Linked DNA regions of Zea mays: regions 2 and 3 are each linked to region 1. A link is a contact called in public Hi-C data. All regions are on one chromosome and are shown on one strand. The core of a region is the stretch at or near the end of the contact, and the rest is flanking DNA. Distances in the headings are between cores, read along the strand shown. Region 1 holds the start of LOC103641379. Region 2 holds the start of LOC100280147 (Protease Do-like 2 chloroplastic). Region 3 holds the start of LOC103641383 (nucleolar MIF4G domain-containing protein 1).

Region 1 (5,021 bases), core at 1,452-3,951:
GTCATTTTTTGACTAGGAGGGGATTTAAACCCCTCCAATCCCCCTCTGGATTGGCCTAACCGAACAAGCCCTAAGCGGTTCGTGGGGCGTGGCCTTGACGGCTCACCCCAACGACGGGCACCAGGGTGGATGGTGGCGCCTCGCCCTTTCCGCTGTTTGGTGGTGGTGGCGTGCTGGTTGAGGCGCTGCATGAGGGCGGCGGGACGCTTCTTAAGGCGTTACTTATCCGCCTTGCTTCTGGTGGAGCGGACTGGGCCTAACCCGACGACGATGGGAATGCTGGGGACAGAGAGGCGGAGTTCGCCGGTGGAGGTGGTGAGGAAGTCGAGGGTGCCGAACGTGATGTGACTCCCTGGCGCGAAGGTCTCACCTCCAGCGAACGTTGATTATTGCGCCATCAGAGTGGCAGGTGTCACTTGGCATGCTAACGACCCGTCGACCCCTGACCTGGTACGCCAATTGTCGTGGTTTCTGGTACCAGAGGACAATAAGATTTATGTACGATAGGGGTGTTAACACCGACTCACTTCGAATGGTGAGCTATGGGAGGATCAAGGGTGGATCTGAGGCGAGTCGGTTATACTGTTTCCGGCCGGAGCTCTAGTTCAGTGCGGTGCTGATCGTGGTATTACTTGGAACGTGTTACAACTAGGTGCTTGTGTGAAGTCTTGGAGATATGGGATGATGTTTGGATGGAGGTTGTCTTGCCCTTTTATTGCCCAAGGGTAGACGTTACAATGAGGACTAGTATTCTACTGGGGGAGTTTGGCCTCCCGCTTCAGGGCCTCATAGCCCCTATGGTCCCGACTATTGGGTCATGCTTTCGGACCTCGTAGCCCCTATGGAGTCATTTGACGAGGCGTGCACTGTTGTACCTTTGGTGTGGCGTCATGTCCCACCCGCCTTTCGACGGGTTCCTGTAGCTACTCCGATTTAGAAGTGGCGTAGTTCGGTGGGTTCTGTTGAGTCAGCTCATGGCGTGGATTAGGGATGTCTTCAGTCCAACTTTGTCTTCCGTCATCCTCTGAGCGTCACCCTCCATCATGCGTAGGTCTATGTCTGGTACGAGGTATTGCTCTATCCCTCCCGGTGTATGGGTCACTGTAGAGACCCTGATGTTTGAGGTCTCTACGACTTGGGTTGTTCGGTCCCCACTAGTCAGTGGAGATGTGTATCCGGTGTCGTGCTTGAAAGAGTCCCCTTGGTACCGCTTCCACAGTCCGGGCATGGCTCGGTGATGTCCCATCGTGTCGACGTGGCTTGCCATTACTAGGTCAGCTCTTCTTCAGAGCGGGGTGTCGTCTTGCTGGGTCGCTCGACGGGCAGGTTGGTCGGCAGCCTCACTTCGCTGGGTTGCTCGGTGGGTAGGTTGGTCGGCATCCATGCCTCGCTGGGTTGGTCGGCAGCCTCGCCTCGCTGGGTTGCTCGGCAGGCAGGCTGCTCGGCAGCCCCGCCTTGCTGAGTTGCTCGACAGATATTTGTTCGGCGGGCGGGTCGACTTGGCTTGGCGGGCTGTCCCCAGGTGGCCTTTTGTACCTTCCTGCCAAGCTGCCTGACAGGTGGGCCGTCTTTGGGAGGTCCCCAGGCCTCTTTGGGTACCCTGTTCGCAGGTACCCAACAACAACTCTGGGAGAGATCGAGAAAGACAAGATCATGGTCGTCAAATCTTACAATAAGAAGGTCAAGACTAAGTCATTCCAAATAGGAGACCTGATATAGAATACCATGTTGGCACTAAGGAGCAGAGACCAAAAATTCGGGAAATGGTCGCCAATCTGGGACGGTCTTTACAAGATCACACAGGTAATAACTGGTAACGCCTACATATTGCAAACATTGCAAAGTGAATACTTGCCAAGGTGTTGAACGATCGTTTCCTGAAGCAATATCACCCTAATATGTGACAAGATGCTTAAGAAAACTGATATGTTCACATCGAGTTGATTCCAACCTGCACCAGTGCTTTTGGTTTGCTCAGCTTCTCCGAAAGGATTATCCAAAAGGCAAGGGGCATGTGTTGAGCACCATTTGTGACACTTGGCACGATCGGACGGTCCGGCCCGCGAACGGTCTTCCCTTAGACGCAGACGATCTGCGATTAGATCGGATCAAGCGCAACTAATTCATTTTCCGCGCGTGTTTATCCCTATATATCCGCGGTTGCTGTTGGGAGACGCCTAGGAACGGGTCTAGACCCCCTTATAAGTCTAGACCCCCTTATATATTATTAAGGGGTACAATCGAATGTAAACATCAACAATCGAATTACAGTTAATATATCTTCCGTTCTTTACCTTTTTACCTAAGAGTAGACAATAATGTAGCTTTCTCCCCCTAATCTTCACCTCTCTCCGGTTCTACGTTGTATAGAAGCGTCTTAGGTGGCCTGCCAATATCAAGATAAACCTAGGATCTCTCCTCCCGATGTGTTCCTCCTGGAAGCGAGATCCAGATATTGTTGACAAATACCGTCATCCTTGTGTACGTGCGGACCGTTCGGTCTCCAGGCATGAGCCGTCTGGCTCGTCAGCAGGGAACTCTCACCTCTGTGCCAGGCCACGGACCGTCCGGTACTCGGCTGCGGACTGTCTAGGCTGCTGTAGAGAGCACCACCACGGGTATATATTGCAGTGATCGACGGTTAGATGGGCGCCAACAAGATTATATATCTTGATCATCCATGCGACTTTCTTTTGAATGTAGAAATCGAGCCGTTCAGGAATTCAGGGTTTTCCCCTGCCCTCCGGTCCCCGCGCGTACTCCCCGCTCCGTGCTCCGCAACTCCCTCTTTTCCCGCCGCCACGACTCGCCGTGCGCGCCGCATCGCCGCCGCGGAACTCGCGCACAACAGACCAGATATTTTCCCGGCCGTGCGCACCTCTCGTCGAGAGGCGTCGCTCTCTTCCTCCTCTACTTCGTCGCCCTTTACTGTTTCGGAGCCGGGGCGGGTTGTCCTAGGAGTCGGTTTCGTTCCAAGATTTCCCTTCTCCTTCCGTTCAATTCGTTTTGGGTTTGTGCCGTGCGCTGCGCCCAATCTCTACGGGCCAAGGCATCCGTGGTCCGATTGGGTCAGTCTTCGTCTTTCTCCGAGTATCTATGGGGGTTCGGTCGAATCCCCGTCCGCAACACTAAGCCCTGTCCTACCCGTGATGCGATGCGCGGCGAGGCCGGCAATGACTGTGGTGGCGGGGATACCCAAGTCCTGGACGGCGGGACACCTCCGTTAGGTGAGCGCACCTTGTTTATTGGTTGTGGTTCTGTGGGCGATTGGTGTGAAGGCGCTATTTTTTTTGTGGATGTGCATTGCGTCATCAGGTTCTCCTCCGAGTGATGGCGATGAGACACAACGCGAGGCGGATGATTGGGCCCTGTACGACGAAACACAGCCTCTGGATGATGCTGAGACCCAGTTAATAGACGAGGTGGAGGAGGGTGTGGCTGGCGATTGGACGGAGACACAGTTGATGGATAGTGGCAACGAGGATGGTGGCTGTGGCGATGAGGATCATGGCAATGACGGTGACCCAGTGAAGACGAAGCAGGTGGAAGATGAAGAAGGAGGCGACGTTGGTGGTGGCGTGGATGATAATGCCAACAAATGGACCAAGACCCAGTTGGATGAAAAATGTGAGGTGGATGGAGTGAACAACATTGTTGGAGACATGGTTGAGACCCAGTTGGTTGAGGAACCTGAGGAGGATGCCGACAAGGATGGATTAAATGGTCATGGTGAACATGATCTTGGTGAGTGGGGGAAGACCCAGTTGGTTGAAGACTCTGACGAAGATATAGGTGACTATGAGTTGAGTGATGGCACCGTTGTCCTAAGTGACAATGAGAGCCTCTCAGGGGATGAGAGGGTTGTGAAGTCAGGAATGGATAAAAGGGATGTGAAGTTCGGAATGGAAGGAAGAATCGAGGGGTTAACTGGAGAGATAAGGAAGCATGATGATAATAATTTGGTGGATTCTGATGCATCGACGGACGAGGAGGGTGACACAGATTCAGGTTAGTTACCAGCTACTGAATCTGTTGTTATTGCTATCTTTGTCACATAGAAATTCATTACGATCATTCTATAAAATTTACAATGTAAAATTCTTATAGAAGTGCCTGTAATTTAATCAGTTTTGAGTTTGAGGGAGGCCTAAAGATCAAAGTATTCCAGAGACCACTTGTTTTGTTCCTTATGTTAAAGGTAGAACTTCACTTTTAGAGTTTTGTAAAGTGTTCTGGAGCTCTGGTTTGAACATAATGAAGAATTGCACCTGATTTTCTTTTATATATACTACACTTATTTCTAAGAAATGCTTAGTTTATTAGATTTAATTTTTTTTGGTCTTCTTAGTGAAACTTAATATTAGAGTGAACACACTAACCAGTCCAACCCAAAAGCTTAAACTAATAGAAGGAGGTGGATAATTCACTTGTATTATATTCCAACACCCCCCTCACGTTGAGCCTCTCTTGGGTCTCAGACGTGGAATAAGTGCGAGCAACAATTATTTTATTTAATTGTGCTAGCCAGGATTCGAACTCGTGAGCTTTGGCTCTGATATCATATTAGAGTGAAGGCACTAACCAGTCCAACCCAAAATATTTAGCTGAAAGGAGGAGGTGGACAATTCACTTGTATTATATTCCAACACTTAATTTTTTTTCTAATGCCAACATATGTGCAACATCTAGGTCACCTTCATATGAAAGTACCTTTTGTTCGTGTTGCATCAGTACTGACATGTGGAATTTCTGAACCTCGGGACACTATGTCTGTGAACTGTATGAAGCAAGGGAAACAAATGGCCTCTGATGCAATACACCCCATGCCGAAAGTTGTAGATCAATCTACTAAATGTAGCACATCCTTTGGTGAGGTTGATAATGACTCTCATGGTTATGTACAGAACCATGATAAAGGTGGAGCTAAAAGCAGAGACAAGTGCTCAACGGCAAAAAAGCTTTTTGCTGACACAACAGCTGAGGATGGAGAAAAGAACAGCAGATGTCTTGCTGGATTAAGC
Region 2 (5,021 bases), core at 1,010-3,509, 380 kb before region 1:
GAATATCTGTTATAAGATAAACACAGGTACCAAAAATACAACTAATGTGATCACAAAAGTCCTAGCTTTTTGTTGGCTGCCTGGGAAATCTGGAAGCATCGGAATGATTGTGTTCGAAGGGCAACGGCCCGGTGTTCATACTGTTTTGCAGGTTGTGGCCAATGAATGTACCCTTTGGTGTGTTGCGGGTGCCTCTGCTCTTCACGAGCTCCTCACTCGCCAACCCGCTCTTAGGGTATAATTTGGGTCGCTGGTAGCTGTGTGGCCTGTGTAGGTGTGTGTTTCTGTAAAGTGGCTGTTTTGGGGGGCTGTTGATGGGCCTGCGCATTTCTGGCCTTCTTTGTACCCGGTGCTGACTCTTCAGTCGCTCCGTTTCTGTTTGTCTCCTTTCTTAATGAATTGACTCGCAGATCTTCTGCGACGTTCTAAAACAAAAGTCCTAGCTTGTTGAGGACTAAAGCAGGATGCCTATCAGAATGAAACAAACATCATTATGTTTACAGCAGTACAGCCATAGTCTCAGGTAGTCTAATCAGTACAAGAAAGGAAATGCTGCAGTTTAATCTCTACAAAATTATAAAATCGCTAAATGCATCATGATAATTTATTCCACGCCCCACCCACCTAGAAATGCACAGCAGATGAAATTTTATACAAAAGATGTAAAATCAACAATCGAAACAGATACACAATGTTATATCAACACTTACCTCCCACTACTTGAATGTTGCCTTTGCTTCTGCCAAGGAAGACCATAATCGGGTGCGATATGAGTGCAATAGACCTAACAGGAGAGAAACTACTTCAGTGATAGGATATGACTAAGCACAAAACAAAGCAAAGTCTTGCTCAACAGAACAAGATCTTTGAGCAAAGTAGAGCATTGTGCTTGACATAATATACTGAAAAGGAAGTTGCAATACAAATATGACAAAGCAGTACATACTACATAGTGCACACATAAATATATCTTGATGAAATATAGGCTAACTATAATATGGAGAAGTAAGAAATATAAGCATCATCAATAGCTAGGGACATGTATTCTTGAAGCCTACCTTGACGACAGCATTAAGGAATTTGTCCTCTTCAAGATCATCAAACTCAGCAACCTGATGTAACCCCCCACAGTTAGCATAAGAGAAGGCTTGTAAGAATTTGGTGCAACATCTAATCAATCATACATGTGGATTGTAGTGAAAAGGAAGAAGAAATGCACATGGATGAAGATGGTTGTGTTTATTAGCATTCACAGGTACATGGGCACATGCATAAGATGATGAGACAGTATGAAACCATTATAAGGTATTCATTCAGACTGAAGAGAATGGTTTATAACCGAGGCGGTGAACTTACAAAAAGAAAGTGCAAACTGACCCAAATCCAAAATGGCTAAGCGCAATTAATAGTTTGAACAGACAAAACCTCATCCACAGCATGCAATCCAAACACACGAGAAATTGCAATGTATAGTAACCCAATCCAAAGCATCCAGACAAACAACAGTAAGCAATTAAGCATGTTGACATGGAAACAGCAATGGAGTGGAGCCGAACCCAACATCAAATAAATGCCCATCCTCATCCTCTCATGTAATTGCCATAATGCCATTGATGAGTGGATACAGAGGCTGGGACATGCTCAACTCCATCATCTAAAAAAGCTAATTGGCACCCTCATTCAATTTGGAACTGCAGATGTACTCAATTCTCTAGCATGCCATGTGCAACCTGTAAAGTGTAAACGAAACAGAGAAAAATCGATGCGCCTCGGACCTGCGGCTCCTTGAAATCGACGGAAAGCCCCCTATCCCTGCGCGAGGACGACGGCTGCGACCCGCCAGCGCCGACGCCGCCACCGCCTCCGATGCCGCGCCGTTTCTTCGACACCCCTTCCACCTGCGCGCACGGGCACCCCGCCGCCGCCGCCACAGCAGAAAAGTTTCAGTCCATGGAGCAGTCCTTCCAGAGAAGGAGAAGCCCAGCTGGCAGTCGCGCCGCGCGCATCGGGCAAGAGCCACAGACAAAGGAGTGAGACGCGACGCACGTACCTCATCGAAGCGCCGGAGCGCGCGCCGGCCCCGCGGCTGCTGGCGCGGCGCGCGGGCGACGACGGCGGGGCGGAGGCGGCACGAGCAGGAGGCCATGGACGAGGTGGTGGAGGGGAAGGGGAGGAGCGCCGGGGAGGCGAAGAGCGCGGCGACGCACGCCATTGGTGCTGCGGCTGGCGACGCGCGGGTTTGATTTGGGTGTTTGTTTCCCTCCCCTAGCTGTGGGACTGGAAGAGCGGCGAGCTCCTTATCCTCTGTAGACTTTTCGGTTGGGGAGGAGGGCGCCTCACGTGCGGGTCACGCGAGATAATTATTCGTGCGTTTGGTTGTGGTAGAAGTCGAGCCAGCATGAATATAGCCAGTATTAGTAGAACTAGGATAAAAGACGTTTTTGTTTGGTTGTTGTATAGATTTGTTCAGATTATACATAGATTTTGTTTGGTTAATTGTACTAAAATGTGTATTAAAAAAGATGCATAAATAAATTTTTAAATATTATATAACATGAAGTTTTGTTGAAAAAAATCTCAAGAATACAAACATGAAATTAGTTTGCTGATTCAATCTTTTAATTAGAAGATATAATAAAAAAACACCCTAAAAAGATGTCTCGTATTCTGTGTCGTTGCATGGTGCATCCCGTTGTATGCTTCCCACGGGCGTCTCTACGCAGCCTGGTCGGACACCCTTTTTGCATCTGCTGAGCCGAAATTTGTAGAGAAATGAACCAAACAAACCCTGCTTTGAAGATCCGCACATGCAGTTTTTCGGCTCATGCAACCAACCAATCATGCGGTATATGTCTCTCTCGCCCAACAAGGCAAAAAAAATCGAACTTCACTTACAATATAACCTACATATATTGTAGGCTTTTGCTTCAGCAGTTCTAAATTCAGATTAAACGCATGAGTTGATTCTGCAAAGTGGGTAGTCCTGAATTATTTAAGGTGCTCTTTAAAGTTGTGTTTGGTCTAGTTGTGAGAGGTGAAAAAGATTATGTGAATTGTCTCCGATGAGAAAAGAAAAATAAAAGTTGTTAACTATTATGAGTTGTCCACGGTAAACAAATCGTATAGCTCTCCTATCACATCTCCTATTAAATCTCTTATTTCAAACGTCACTCTATAAATAGTGTTGCCTATTATAGAAAACAATATTTTGCACGACCTATACGATCTGGTGGCCACAACCTAAATTGGTAGCCTCCATACTCAAATTTCCAGTTGGGAAGATATTGAAAATGCAGTTTGAAAAACTATGTAAACTATGTGCAGTTTAACTATGTGCAGTTTGACAAACTAAGCATGGCTAGCCCAAGCCTGGATAAGAGGTTGCCCACTGTCGGGGAAATGATCCTCGGTCCCCGGGGCACACCGGTCAGAGAGTACGCTGAGGAAAGAGCCCCTGATCGCTGGGGCCCATTAGTTAGTTAGGAGAGGCGGACGTGTCAACCCTGAAAGGACCCGCCCCCATCGAATCCCGCGGCACCGAGCCAGGATCGGGCGTGGCGGAACCTGTCAGGAAAAGTCGGGCATGTCGGAAGGGAACTATTCGAGTGGATCCCGCGTCCGGTCTAGATTGACTCGCCATAAATAGTTGATCGCATTTAACCACGCTGGGACCGAGCCACAGCGCGGCGGCGGTCCACTTCCCACTCATGACCTACGAGCACATCAGTCTGCAGAGCACTCATGACCTATGAGCCCCTCAGACTGTGGTGCATTAATGGCCCAAGCACCACTCGGCTTATAGCACACTTATGTCCTATCGGACTAGGCCTGAGTACGCAGACCTCCCGCAGGGCACTACACCACGGGTTGTGCCGAACCCCAGGCTAGGAGGCCAGGGGTCGGCGTAGACATAATGATGACGCATAGGACCATCGCCGCCCCTACGTCATCCGCCACAGTAAATACGAGACAACCAAGCAACCTCGGGCCCCACTAGTATGTGTGGCTCCACCCGAGGTAAAACGTTGGTTTTACCCTTGCCTTACGGTTTCTTCTCAGGGAAGCCACCACCGATCGACCCCTCTCCCTGCCTATAAAAGGAGAGGCTGGCCTCAAGGCAAGGGGGTCAAAAGGAGAGAGCTCTTAGGCAACCGGACGCCTTCAGATGGATACGAACCCACAAGGATGAACAGGAGGAAGAGGAGCGCCGACGAGGACTAGGAGGCCCGAGGCCCGTTAAGCCAAGACTTAGCTAGAACTCCACCCTGTAGCTTCTAAGCTCCACTTCCACCCAAATAAAGAGACCTTGTCACACCCGGATTTTAGGGGGCCAAAACCCGAGCGTGAACTTTCACCAATGTGTGCTAGGATCAAGTCTCACACATATAATGACTCATGGTACAAAAGCGAATGTCACATCTTTATTATATAATGGAGTTATGTACATGAAAGTCGCCTAGAGGGGGGTGGATAGGTGGAAACTGAATTTTACAACTTTAAGCACATTACAAGTCGGGGTTAGCGTTAGAATAAAATCCGAGTCCGAGAGAGAGGGGAAAACAAATCAACCAAGAAAATAAAGCGGATGACACGGTGATTTGTTTTACCGAGATTCGGTTCCAAAGAACCTAGTCCCCGTTGAGGTGGTCACAAAGACCGTGTCTCTTTCAACCCTTTCCCTCTCTCAAACGGTCACCTAGACCGAGTGAGGCTTCTTCCTTAATCACACGGGTCACTTAGACCCTGCAAGGATCACCACACAATTGGTGTCTCTTGCCTCGCTTACAAAGCACTTGAGAGTAAGAAGTGAGAAAGAAAAGAAAGCCAAGCCAAGCAAACAAGAGCAAGAAAGAAACACAAAGAATCCTCTCAAAAGTCCTAATGTGCTAGAGTTGAATTCGGGACTTTGAGCGGATCAATCACTTGAATTGTGTCTTTGGAGTGAAGCGTATTGCTATTGTATTGAATGCACTGTTGTGAATGTTTGGATGGTTGGAGTGGAGGTGGTTGGGGGGTATTTA
Region 3 (5,021 bases), core at 1,255-3,754, 260 kb before region 1:
CTCAGAAACAGAAAAAGAGGACACAGTACTCTATACATGAATAGCTATTATTGTTAAATGTTTCAGTTGAGTTACTGTTGAAACGTGATATAACGTCATACACTGTAGGATGGTCAACACTGTAGAGACATCTAGCTCTGTCAAGCGCTTGCTCAGAATCGACAGAAGATCATACACAAGATCGCTGTAGTATTGGAAAACAGGATGCACTAATCAATATTATGAGAATTTATGTTTGATGTGGCTTTACAAAAACATATTATGATGTCTCATTCGAACCACAAACCTTGAGGTAACACCAAATATGCACAAATAGCAGAAGAGTAAGGTAAGGTTTCTCAAAGATAGACCATCTTCTTTTGAATACTCATCCTGCCACAGAAAACACAAATAGTATCAGTTCAATAAAAACTATTAGGATCCCCACACAAAAGAAAAATGGTTCATGGTTCAAGAATCCTCACGGTAAGCAGATATACAGAGAACATAATAAGTCATATTTATCTTCGTAATAAAGGTGTGATACCTCAAATGACTTAGCAATAGATGCAAGGATCTTGGCACTGAAGTCAACACCGACCAAACATGCCATACCTGCAACAAAGGCTGCAAAGACAGCGGCATACCTGCAAAAATGACAAAGCATTAGTTTTGCGGTGGGATTGTAGTAAACTATACCGAATTCTGACACGACAGATTATCATACAAAAATGGGGTTCGTGGAACAAATATACTAAGTGTTTAAAGAAAAGATTTACATGGTTGATGGGAGACCCTTAACTGTTCATTGCCACGAGGTCCTCGGGAACAACTAGCCAAAACCTCATCCCCAATTATCTGGGAGCCATCACTTCGTGGAACAGACTGTGATAGATAAAACAACAAAACCGGAAAACAGTACCCCATGGTTAATCAAGACCCCCCAAAAATATATGAAAGACAGGCGGTAGACAAATATCAGAAGAAATGAAAGATCTTGTAGTCTAGGGTTGTACTCGAAAAAGTGTGGCAATTTCCTGAGTAATGGACTCCACATTTGACTCTGAAAGTCTGTTCAGAAGTCCTGATGCATAGCAAACATTAGGTCATACACAGAATACATGTCGCCGATCAATCAAGTAAATAAAAGACATAATTTAGGTTCAAACCTCTTACTCTGCGACGCATCTGGGCAATTTCTTCTGATTCTGAATTGGAAGCATTACGCAGACTCGGAGGTACATACTTCCCTTTTGATTCTTTGGGCAGTTCAACCACATTAGACACTCCATCCTCAGATTCCAGGACTGCTCCATCATTCTCTTCATCCATGTGAACACCTTCATCATCTGGTTCGTCCATCTCTGAGTCATCCTTCATCTTCTTCTTCTTTTTCCTTTTCTGACCATTCTCTTCACCTACATCAACCAGTTCCTCCTTCTCCATACCATCCTTCTTCTTTTTTTTCTTCTTTTTCCGACCATTCTCTTCATCAATGTCATCTGGTTCCTCCATCACTGTGTCATCCTTTTTCTCCTTATTTTTCTTTTTACCTTTTCTCTTGTCTAAATTAGTGTCCTCCACCACATTCCAATCATATGCTTTTGTTTCACCATCATCTGAACCAAAGTCACCACCAAACCCAAGGTCCGCAAAAAGGTCATCCATACCATCATCAGGACCTCCCAACTTTCCTTTCTTCAACTTGAGCTTTTTTGCAAGCTTCCTCTCCATCTCTAGATCCTCCTCCATGCTCACAGGTCCACCCATCTCCATCTCAAGATATTCCTGGAAGTTGGACCTGGGCTTCCGCTTACCCTCTGCTTCCCTCTTTCTCTTCTTCTTCATCATGCCATCAGGCTCTTTCTTTGGCTTCTCCTCAACCGAACTTGGCTCTACTACTGACATTGACGGCTTCTTCTTTTTGCCACCCTAACTCGATGGATTTTGTGCATCAGAACTAAGACAGTAAAGAAAGCAAAACAAGTTATTGCACTCTTCCTTTCCAGGGACTTGGTAAACTCACCTGATGCCCAACCCAAGAAAGAAATCGCAGCTTGTGCTTCTCTGATCTCGCCTCTTTCCGCCTCTCTTTTCGAGACTTCTGCTCCGATTTCCCTGGAACAAACACCAAGAGAAAACAATCAGCATACGTTGTTGCAGTAGCAGAGTTCTTTCATCACAGAGCACAGGTATGAGACTTGGAAAGAAGGCCCCTACCCCCCATGGTTGCTCTAAGTGCTCCTGACGCGGAATCAGTTGAAGCTGCAGTTTGGGCAGCAAGATATTACTGATATTCTCTATCGAACTAACCAGTTTGATCAGAATCAGCTAACAAAAAGGAGAAGGCATCATTTCCGTCCTGTGCGAGAGGCGGGGCGCGGCTGGCCTGGGTGCCGGAGGAGGGAGTCAGGCGCGAGGCCACCGGAGGAGGTGGGAGGCAGGAGCGGGGTCGTCAGAGCTGGTCGTGCGCGGGGGCTGGAGCCGGGGAGGTCGGGACTGGCGGCCTGGTACTAGGGTTTGCGTGAACCGGTGACTACTTGACTGCACTGACGGATGGGCTGGGCCGCCGAATACCTTCTTTTCATGGAGAGTCCATTAGACTGTCCGCAACGCTTGACTCTACCCGTCCCCTACCCTAATACTGTTCACCATCTAGCGGCTACCGTCGCCCCCTACCTCCCGCAGCGGCGAGCGCCACCCTCTCCCCTTCCTCGCCGCACTCTTCTCTCTCACGCCAAATGCAGGGGACGACTGTAGCCGCCCCCTCGCCTCCTTCGCACGGACGGAGCCGACCGCGGCAGTCTACGGAAACTTCTCGTTCCACCTCCCTTCGTCTCGAGCACTCCGCGGAAGGGCGAAATTTCGCATCGACGTGACGGCGGATCTCCCGTCGGCCGGTGGAGTCGGCCCCGGGCCCCCTCGGTTTGGGAGAAGAGGACGTCGAGTTCGTGAGCACCCAGTGTCGTTCGCGACCCAAGCCGAAGAGGAGTCCAATCCGCTTCCGGCGAGGAACATCGCGACCGATTCGTTGCCTTCCGTCTCCGACCATCGACGGCGCCATCAGATCCACACGGAGACGCTTCGATTCGGCGTGTTGCGGCCGAGATCTCCCCCTCTTAAGGTATTACCTTCATGAACCTCGGCAAATCAATACTTATTTCTCGATTAATTTCGAACAGCACTTGTATTTTGCTTCGATTCGCCGTCTTGCGGGCGAGATCGTCCCTTCTTGAGGTATACCATCTTGTACCCCGTCATATGAAAACATCATTCCGGAAATATATAGATTAGCACTGGTTTTGTTTAACATTCCTATTTTATTTTGGCCAGCCCATACGAGTTTAGCAGATCCACACTTGTAGTTTGACCTCTGATTACGTTCTTCATCCTCCGATTTAGCCCCCTTGTGCAACAAAGTTTGTATGTACCATTAAAGTTGGAATACACACCAACAGTCAGTAGACCTGCTTTTGGAAAAACTTTGAACCCTTCTTTGGGCGTCATGTTTCTAGGAGATGCTGACGGCCCCTACAATTTATCAGATCACCCGTACATGGTAATGGAACAAAGGTTTTCAAACTTGTAGCCTAACATTAGCCATGACACCAAATCTATTTCCCCAGTGATGTTCCTTCGTGTGAAGCAGATGTTTTATAAGTGAACCAATTGTATTTGTACCGTTTCTGTGGAATGTTACCATTTCGTAGTATTATAATCTTCACCAATATAAGCCATTTCCCTGACAAACTGATTGTTGATTACATTTCATGACATGTTCATTTACTTTTGACTATGATTATCTGCCTGATCATGTGTTTGCCTCAACATTTGTTTCACTATGATTACCTGGCTGATTATGTAATGTTCAAGACTTCAACATGTCTTTCTGTCATGACAATAGTTGTAACATTTCTATCTGCATGTTCTACTTTCCTTTTCTTGTTCTGTGGCATACACTTCCCTTACGTTTAATTGTGTTTATAATGTTATTGCTTTTTGTACAATCACATGTACCTGGCAACAAACATCTAACTCATATTGACAAATTTATAGTTTTCAAGTGTGTGTTTGGTTTATGATTCTAACTGTACATGGCATATGTCATCTTCACTTTACTTGCTCCCTAAATTATGGACATGTACATGTTTTTCATATGCCTTAGGATACATTTACCTGTTACCTTTGTTCATCAGTATGATATATCCATGCTAGCTTTACTTCCCTTATATTTCCTACATGTTTGTAATGGTGTTCCTTTTGTTTATGAATCGATGGTGTTGCATACAAATTTGTAGGCAATATTATGTGGGAACTTTTTTCATTTCATCAGTGCATATGCTTTTCAAGGGTTTCCACATGTTACTTCATATATAAAATGTTTGTAGCCCATTTCATCATGGCATCCTCCCAAGAAGATAAGATGAAGGTTTTGATGAAAGTCCTTGTAGACTGTACCGAGGATGCCACAAAATCCCTGGGGGGTTTAGTTGATCATGCATTAGACCACATGCATGATGAAGAGATCCTAGCTAGGACATTGTTTGCCATGAAAGAAAAACTTGAGTTGCTTCAGCAGGATGCCTTAGAGGCAAAAGTCCAAGCCTTTCCAGAAATAGCTAAGTACGAGTGGGATGACATCATTGTTGATCCTCCCTCTCCGTCACCCCCTCCAACAGTTACTGATCCTTCTGTTGAAGAAGAGGAGTTCTACTGCCCCGACGTCAGTGACGAATGGTACTTCAGTGATTCGGATAGGTCTACCCGTAATAGCTATTGGAATCTGTATTAGGCACTTGTTTGTAGTTCAAGGTACATGACATGCTTTTGACCAACCATATGTCATGTATGCCTAATTCTAAGTGGTACCCAGTCACAACAAGTACTAACTATGATGTAAGGAATTATGTAGTGGGTGAACTATGATCAGTACTATATGTTATGTCTATGCTTTAGTACTGTAACCGTGATTGGGAACCTTTTGTTACAACTGTGCTCAGTTAATTGCTTGTGTACATTTTAATAAGTTTTTAGCATATCAC

What was found. Hi-C and Micro-C count contacts between places; a contact is called where the count stands out from the background.
Region 2: a contact with region 1 is called in a Hi-C map of ear, with 5 times the contacts expected there. The contact joins the promoter of LOC100280147 here to the promoter of LOC103641379 in region 1. A contact is called at or near these places in 8 of 25 Hi-C or Micro-C datasets (ear, leaf, root tip and 2 more).
Region 3: a contact with region 1 is called in a Hi-C map of ear, with 4 times the contacts expected there. The contact joins the promoter of LOC103641383 here to the promoter of LOC103641379 in region 1. A contact is called at or near these places in 6 of 25 Hi-C or Micro-C datasets (ear, endosperm, leaf and 1 more) and 1 of 3 datasets of contacts at active chromatin or transcription factors (leaf).

Annotation. Positions count from the first base shown.
Region 1 is chr10:91,368,859-91,373,879 of Zm-B73-REFERENCE-NAM-5.0, reverse strand. It overlaps LOC103641379, which reads left to right and starts at 2,701. Exons shown (of 8, transcript XM_008664734.2): 1 at 2,701-3,227; 2 at 3,316-4,008; 3 at 4,690-5,021. The coding sequence starts at 3,155.
Region 2 is chr10:91,747,040-91,752,060 of Zm-B73-REFERENCE-NAM-5.0, reverse strand. It overlaps LOC100280147 (Protease Do-like 2 chloroplastic), which reads right to left and starts at 2,259. Exons shown (of 21, transcript NM_001153079.1): 1 at 2,051-2,259; 2 at 1,776-1,898; 3 at 1,059-1,112; 4 at 711-784. The coding sequence starts at 2,212.
Region 3 is chr10:91,625,177-91,630,197 of Zm-B73-REFERENCE-NAM-5.0, reverse strand. It overlaps LOC103641383 (nucleolar MIF4G domain-containing protein 1), which reads right to left and starts at 2,504. Exons shown (of 13, transcript NM_001321824.1): 1 at 2,200-2,504; 2 at 2,006-2,097; 3 at 1,149-1,911; 4 at 996-1,063; 5 at 782-864; 6 at 527-626; 7 at 287-372; 8 at 102-184. The coding sequence starts at 2,206.